Regions from separate parts of the Sus scrofa genome. Here region 1 is linked to region 2. A link is a contact called in public HiChIP or PLAC-seq data. All regions are on one chromosome and are shown on one strand. Each heading gives the region's core, a stretch centred on a gene start, on an enhancer-like site or on the middle of the called end of the contact. The rest is flanking DNA. Distances are from core to core; before and after follow the strand shown.

Region 1 (3,893 bases), core at 1,044-3,543, 580 kb after region 2:
ACTGGTGTGGGGTAGTATCTCATAGTAGTTTTGATTTGCAGTTCTCTAATAATCAGTGATACTGAGTTTTTCATGTGCTTGTTGGCCATCTGTATGTCTTCCTTGGAGAAATGTCTATTCAGGTCTTTTGTCCATTTTTCAATTTGGTTGTTGGCTTTTTTGCTGTAGAGTTCCATAAATTGTTTGTATATTTTAGAGATTAGGCCCTTATCAGTTGCATCATTTGAAACTATTTTCTCCTATTCTGTAAGTTGTCTTTTTTTTTTTTTTATGGTTTCCTTTGCCATGCAAAAGCTTGTCAGTTTGATTAGGTTCCATTTGTTTGTCTTTGCTTTTATTTCTGTTGCCTTGGGAGACTGTCCTGAGAAAACATTTGTAAGGTTGATGTCAGAGAATGTTTTTCCTATGTTCTCTTCTAGAGTTTGATGGTGTCTGGTCTTACGTTTATGTCTTTAAGCCATTTTCAGTTTACTTTTGTGCATGGTGTGAGGGTGTGTTCCAGCTTCATTGATTTACATGTGGCTGTCCAGTTTTCCCAGCACCACCTGCTGAAAAGACTGCCTTTTTCCCATTTTATATTCTTGCCTCCTTTGTTGAAGATTAATTGACCATAGGTGTCTGGGTTTATTTCTGGTTCTCTATTCTGTTCCATTGGTCTGTATGTCTGTTTTGGTACCAGTACCACACCATCTTGATGATTGCAGCTTTGTAATATTACCTGAATTCTGGGAGAGTTATACCTCCTGCTTGGTTTTTATTCCTCAGGATTTCTTTGGCAATTCTGGGTCCTTTGTGTGAATCCACAGTTTTTAAATTAGAATCACTCACCTGGTGTCTGGACTTACTGAGTTTCAGGTTCTTTGTGCTTCAGCATCGAAGGAATTCAGCGAGAGACAGTGATAGGATAGGATGCTTGTGAGAGATGGAAGCAGGCAGGTGAGGAGGCTCTGCCCCAAGAATTAGGTAGGCTACCGTTTTATCATCCAAGGGGAGTGGGGGTGGGGAAAGACCACCTTTTTCTCTTTCTTTGAGTAGTAGGTCCTCCTTGGTATCTGCTAAGAGAGAATTTGACCCTCTAAGGTCAAACCAGGACTGTCATCGTGCTTATTCAAATCAGCAGAAGGCTGGTCCTTAAACACTTGCCCCTGATCTGAGCATGAATGCAGGCTTCACCCCATTCCCCACCCAGTGACCTGAGGCATGTCTCATATCTCCCAAAGTCCCCTACGGTTCCCTCTCTATCTATGGTCTCTTATTGGGACTTCCACAACTATGTGTGTAACTATCCTACTCCATCCCTATCTGAATTGGAGCTGCAGCTGCCAGCCTATACCACAGCCATAGCAACAAGGGATCCAAGCCAGGTCTGTGACCTACGCCACAGCTCACAGCAACACTGGATACTTAACTCACTGAACGAGGCCAGAGATCGAACCCACATCCTCACAGATGTTATATCAGGCTCTTAACCCACCGAGCTACAATGGGAACACCTTAACTCCCCTATACTTCATTTCTCACTTGCTTCATTTTTCCAGAGTCATCACAGCCATCGTGGCCAAGCCATCATCACCTCTTGTTTGAATCAAGGTGAAACTCTCTAACTTGTCTCCCTTCATTCTCTTGTCCCTGACCACACAGCATCCAGATATCCTTTCTCTGGTGCCCAGAGCACTCAAACACAGAAGCTAAAATTCTTAGTCTGACTTCAAGACCCTCTGTGACTTCTCTTGCTTCGGCTCCCTCTCACATTTCTCACCCTCTCTCATTCTACTCCAGCCACACTGGCCTTCTTCCTATTCTCTGAACATACCTCAGGGCCTTTGCACTTGCTGTCCCTGAACATATTTTCCTATCTTTAGGGAAAGATATTGTGGATACCCCTGTATAGCACTTAGATTGATTTCCTATTACTGAGGCATGAAGAGACCTGAGAGGGGGCTGAATTAGGCAATGTCAAAGTGGCTGCTTTCCTGCACCCCTTTCATCATGATTTTCTATGTAACATCTTTCATGCTTTCTGCCTACCCAACCTATGTGATGGTCAGTGTCAGAGCTCAGGCTGGAGAACCAGCCACCGGACAGTTAACAGTTACACAGGCAGTGGCTGTTTGAGTCTTGTTTCTGCTCCAGGCAGGATCCCTTTTTATCTCAGACCCCAAACAGTGGAAACGGATCTTTCCATCACACCGTCTCCTCTCCCATTTTACTAAAAGGCCCAGAGAACATACCCAGGACAGTCCTCAGGGCAGAGAGAGGATGTAAGAGAAGCTAGTCCCCTAGGGACAGGGGAAGATCCAGCTGGCAGTCACCAGGGCGCTGAGTGTGTGGGAGGAGGAAGCAGCCAGTCAGCCTGGCAAAAGGCCTAAACAGGCACCAACCAGCCGAGGAGAGGCAGCCAAGGCGAAGAGAAATCTGACCACATCGGAACTCAGACCAGTTGGCAAGGAACTTGGTCCCACTAGTTCCTGGAGGATAAAGAGGTGAAATTGTGTCTCAGGTCCCAAGACAGACCAACATCTGATGTTGTATGCTTGAGGTTTCTAAGTGTGAGCCAGGCTCATTGCATCTAGCTGTCATTTCCATGTGTTGATCCAGTGTTTTCCCAACAAATGCTTTGAGTATGTCCTTAAAGTCCTTGATCAAAGGCTGGAGAGGTCTGGTCCCACTTGAGATGGTTGTCTGGATGGAGTGGACTCTAGCTAATAATTCAACTCTCTTCAGCAGCCAGAGAAGGGGAACTCAGAAATGTATACCCCTTCCAGAATGAAGCTTTAACAAGACTTAGTCTGAGTCTGTTGTACCTTTTACCTCTTTTACACAGCAGGGGCTCTGTCTTCCTTTTTCCTTCCCATAGCACCAGTGCTGTATGTGGCAGGCATTAAATGACTATCTACCTAAAAGAAGCATATCTTGAATTAAACTACATGTTCTGACCATCTCAGTAAACCCTGCACATTTTTGGCAGGGGTTTTCAGGCCCCTCTGCACCATCCACCCCAAAGGGCTGTCAGGACCTAAGTATTCTGACTATCTCACCCTATCGTCTTGTGCACAGGTGCTTGCATCCAAAGTGCTTGTAAAAGCAGTAGACTCTACTCAAGTCTAAAGTGGGAAGACTACCTGTGATGATGTTGGATAATTGCCTCCAGACTAGCAGAGCTAGTGCTATTACTGTGTGTTCATGAGGTATGAGCTGAGACTTTCCCTCCTGAATGTAGATGAGGGCAGATTCCAAAAGGGGCTGTCATAGAAAAACATTCAGCTTTCCAACAGGTCTTTATTATTTTATTTCATTGGCCACCCCAAGGCATATGGACTTCCTGCACCAGGGATCAGATCTGAGCTGCAATGGTGACCTGTGCTGCAGCTGTGGCAACGCCAGATCCTTCACCCACTGTGCCAGGCTGGGGATCAAACCTGCATCCCAGTGCTTCTACGACGCAGTTGATCCTGTTGTACCACAGCAGGAACTCCCCAGTCAGTCTTTAAATAGGATCTCTCATTTCGAGAGGCAAGATATTTGATACACAGAGTAGCTTTCCCCAGCTGAAGGACATAGCTACAAGTCAAAGTGTAGATTTTAATTCCTCATGAAAGGGTCAGAGGGCCACCACCCTCCTTGTGGGTGGTTTTTAGCATCAGGTGTCTGGGTTATGAATTCCCAAGCAGGGGGACAATTACTTTCCTCCAAAAGGCCCAACCAGAAGGACTTGGCTTTGGTCTGCCTTTGCTTCCCCCTCCCTCTTCTTCCTCATTCCCTCTCATTCCATCCAGCCCACAGAACCCACTTTAAGGAAGTGTAGGATTCTGAGGTCAATGACCTCTGCAATATCTCCCCAGGCACCAAAGTCAGGGAAACTTGCACAGAGGAATGGGCATTAGATTTGAATT
Region 2 (3,951 bases), core at 541-3,040:
CATTAAGAGATAACCGCTTGGAAAGACTGCCTGTGTTTGAGAAAGTGCTATTATCTTGAGAGCCCAGAGAAACTGACTGGAGTAATAAGATGAATGGTGATTAGGGCAAGGAGCATCAAGTGGGAAATGCTAGCTAAAATCCCAGAGGGCAATACCTAGCTAGAGGTAAGAGCATCTCTTTCCAGGAGGCAGCTCCATTATTTCACGTAGGCAGTTCAAAGCATATAGAAAAACAAAACAATTAAAAACCCTGTAAATTTGGCCACTATGCTATTTATAGTATCATAAATGCCCAAGAGCTTTAGAGAACGTGGCTTCTGTCTCCCCGCCCCACTTGTTCTTCAAAATAGTTTTTGTCTTAAACGTATGTGTATTTAAAATGTAATCCTACAACCCAGCAGAGAGGCATTTTCTTTAATGTTTGCGTCGCTGGGTTTAGCTGTGGTTCCTAAGATATTCACGCTATTAAGTGGGATGTTTTATGTTAGGCAACATAAACACGCATTTCCTACTTCCGTGGATACACGTTTCCCTGAAAGCCATGCACCTGGGGAGGCAGCCCTATTCCGACTCTGAGGCTTTCAACTCTAAGGAGTTATGACTGCACTCACAGCAGAACCACATGGTCACTTCAATGAGAAAGATCCGCTGGCCCCAGGCGCCCCCCTTCAGCCCTCGGCATCTCCAGAAAGGGCAGAGGAGAGCGCTGCTGAGAAAAGGCGACGAGGAAGGACTGACGACAGAGGTGACACTTCCCCACACGACCTAAGGCCATTGCCAGCAAGGGGCACTTGGGAGACGCAGAGGGTGCCCCACCAGCGACCGATCTCAGAGCGCAGCCCTGCGCACCCACTCGAGGAGGACGCGGCGCGGCCACCCGGCTAGTCCTCCGGGGCGAGAGCGGCGCCCGCCTGCCCGCGACCCCGTATGCGGACTCGGCAAGCGACCGCCGCACGCAGTGTAAACAGTCGGCGCCCGCCGCCTCCCCGCCACAGGCTGGATGGGGGGAGGGCCGTCGCGCTCGCGCGGACCCACATTTTTGCGCCTCTGTCACGCGCGTGAGGAAAAGCGACGAGGGTGAAGGGGAGGGAAGTCGCGGCAGCCGTCCGCCGAAAGGGCCGGTGGCGTGCGCGCGAGTGCGCGGCGGGGAGGGCTGCCCCGGCGCCCGCCGCTCACGCCCGCGCCCCGCGCCCGCTTACCTGCCGGGGTCGCTCCGAAGATTCGCACCACCGGCACCTTCTTGACAGGGGCCTGGGTGAGGGGGCATTGGCAGATATCCAGCCCCTGCAGCGGGCTGGCCATGTAGTAGTCGGCAGTCACGATCCTCACTGAGAACATGTTCGCCGCCGCCGCCGCCGCCACCGCCTTCTCTTCACTAGCGACCTGGCAGCGGCGGCTCCTTCCGCAGCGGCGGCCCCACAGCAACGGTGGCGGCGGCGCCCCCTCCCCTCCGCGGCTCGGCCCCCTCCTCTCACACTCCGACAACGCGAGCAGCGGCGGCGGGCGGGGCTGTGTGGCAAGGCGGCCGCCTCCTCAGGAGCACCCGGCGAGGGGCGACAGGAGAGAAGCCCTCACGCTTTCGTCGGTGCTGCTGCTGGTGCTGCCACCACTGCCGCCGCCGCCGGGAATCACACGGGCTCCTCGGTCCCAGGCTGCAGCTCTTGTTGCCATGATGATGATGTCACGGACGCAACCACTGGGGGAGGGGAGAAGGGGGTTGAGTGTGTGGCGAAGGGAGGGCTGTGAGTAGTTGGGGGAGGGGACGCGGCGGGAAAGGGAGGGAGCTGGGCGGGCGCCCGACCGGGACACCCAGGCGGGGGTCGAGAAGGTGGTTTCTCCCCCGCCCTCGGGCAAGCGGCGAGGGAGGAGGCTGCCGTCAAGCTGGGTTCGCGACCGGCTGGGGGGATCGATGACTCGGCCGGTGGGCACGGCCACCTGGGTGAGGGGCCGCGGAGGAGGGGGGGGGGCGGAGCGCCGATGTCATGGATGGGCTCCGAGGGCCTGGCGGGAGGGGGGCGCCAGTGTTCAGGGCCGTTTTGGTGGCGAGGAGGGATTGGCCTGAGCCGCAGTGCTCGCGCTCGCCTCGCCGACCGCCATTTCACATCCTGCAGAGAAGGCGGGGGCAGCCGCGGAAACAGCTTTTTACAAGGTAAGAGAACCCGCCCGCGGGGGGGGCGGGGAGACAAGGCGCAGATCTCGTGCCGCCGCGGCCTCGCGGGAGGGTGAGCGGCTGACACCAACAGCCCTTCTCAGGTAGCGCGGCAGACCCGCGCGTGGCCCGGGGGCGGTGCGAGGGGCGGGCGCCTGAGCGCGGGCTGCGGCCTATAAAAGGGCCGCCCCGGCGCTCCCTCCCGGACGTACGGCGCGAGCCGCCGCGCCCCCTCCTTCGTGGTGCTGCAGTGTCTGCGCCCAGCAGCTTAATGAGATTTATTCACGTTCGGCTATGTTCGGCTTTGCCAGGGGTTGGCAGATCCAGTGCACAGGGATTTCCCACCACGGTGTTTTTCTCCCGCCCCTTTCCTTTCTTCTCGCCTTAGTATCCCCCGCCTAGTTTCCTCCCCGGGGCCGGTAGGCTGCGTCCTGGGCGCGCGCCTGAACATGTACGGACTTGTCATTTCCCGGTGACCTCCCTCCTCCTCTCCCTCTCCTCTCTTCCCCGGCGGAATGTAGGATTAAGAACCTTTCAGCGAAATCTTCGGCCAGGGAAAAAGCCCCTGAAAGTCACTGCGTCAGATGTGGGCTCACAATGTTATTCATTAACAGTTGGTGTGAGGTTTTACTACCCTAAGGCATAAAAGCAAAAGGGAGCGGGCGGGGAAGAACCGTTAGACAAAACAACTTTATCCAGAAAGGAGGGGGGCTAGGGGTGCAGTTGTGAAATCCAGAAAAAAAGGGTAGGAGCAGATGGGGCTGGGTTGGCCATTTTATTGGAACCGTTGGCGTTTTGTCTGACTTGATCCCTAATATTGGGTGTGACCTTGGACAAATAAATTGGTTTCTTGGGGCCTCAGTTTCTTCATCTGTGAAACGAGAGTTCCTCTTAAAAATCCACAAATCTTCCCAACAAAAAGATTTAAGCAGTAGGAGACAGAACCGTGGTTTCAAGTTTGAAATATACCACTTAATTACGACCTTTGACAGTTATATTCAGTTTACCCAAATTAGAGATTCTTTCACGCATGTTATTATATAGGTGTATTTTAATGATTACTAGGTTGCCTTGTATTTGAACTGGTGTGAGAGATCCTTATTTGGAACCATCGTGGGTCTTAAAAGGCTCAAAGACACAGATCACTGGTAAGCTGTCTATAAATTCCATAACGTATAATGCTAATAAGAATTTATGCTTCAAGGGATTTGAGACTGATTACCACAGAGAATTAGCCTGCAGTTTTCAACCTGAGAGCATGATTGTAAACATAGGTGGCAAGATTTCCACTAATATACAGGAAATTACCTAATAATATCTTAAGAGGCAAAATCTTTTAAGTTGATTTAAGTTTTAGAAGCCTATGCAAGTGACTTAAAAATAGGACTACCATGCTAAATGCATTTTTCGGTAAATATTTTGTACAAGCTGGATGTCAGATGCACAATACTGGTGATTCTCACAGTATTCTATGCCACTAGTGTGTTGGTTAAAATTTGATATTTTGGCCTTTACTAAATCACATTTTGGGGGATTGGGGCTTGGAACTTGGTACTGTTAGCAACCCCACCCACCACTCTCATGATTCTTAATATAAAATTGAGATTCTCTGTACTATATTATAATCAAGGGCATCCATAATATGTATATTATTCCTAGCTAGAAAAAGGTAAAAGTAGGAGTTCCTGTTATGGCTCAGCCGGTTAAGGACTCGATATTGTCTCAGAGAATATTGGTTTGATTCCTGGCCTGGCTTAGTTGGTTAAGGATCTGGAGTTGCCCCCAAGCTGCCTCAGCTGCAA

Evidence for each region. HiChIP or PLAC-seq counts read pairs in DNA pulled down with a chosen protein or histone mark.
Region 1: an H3K27ac HiChIP or PLAC-seq map of alveolar macrophages shows a contact between it and region 2. The contact joins the enhancer-like site here to the promoter of REV3L in region 2. A contact is called at or near these places in 2 of 5 promoter capture datasets (fetal skeletal muscle and liver), 8 of 47 Hi-C or Micro-C datasets (embryonic fibroblasts, epiblast stem cells, fetal heart ventricle and 5 more) and 1 of 2 datasets of contacts at active chromatin or transcription factors (alveolar macrophages).

The regions. Positions count from the first base shown.
Region 1 is chr1:77,978,783-77,982,675 of Sscrofa11.1, forward strand. No RefSeq gene overlaps it. Among named protein-coding and RNA genes, the nearest start is that of WISP3, 25 kb to the right of the region's middle. Within about 2 kb of position 2,294, at least 10 of the 83 cell types and tissues checked have an H3K27ac peak or open chromatin away from gene starts, as enhancers often do. A contact at or near this core is called in alveolar macrophages, retroperitoneal adipose tissue and skeletal muscle, where this site is marked.
Region 2 is chr1:77,398,761-77,402,711 of Sscrofa11.1, forward strand. It overlaps REV3L (DNA polymerase zeta catalytic subunit), which reads right to left and starts at 1,791. Exons shown (of 33, transcript XM_021091241.1): 1 at 1,200-1,791. It overlaps LOC102167874, which reads left to right and starts at 1,337. Exons shown (of 5, transcript XM_021084615.1): 1 at 1,337-1,636; 2 at 1,777-1,939; 3 at 2,112-2,149. The coding sequence starts at 1,337. LOC110260596 (a long non-coding RNA gene) reads left to right here and starts at 2,158. Exons shown (of 2, transcript XR_002343829.1): 1 at 2,158-2,253; 2 at 3,215-3,951.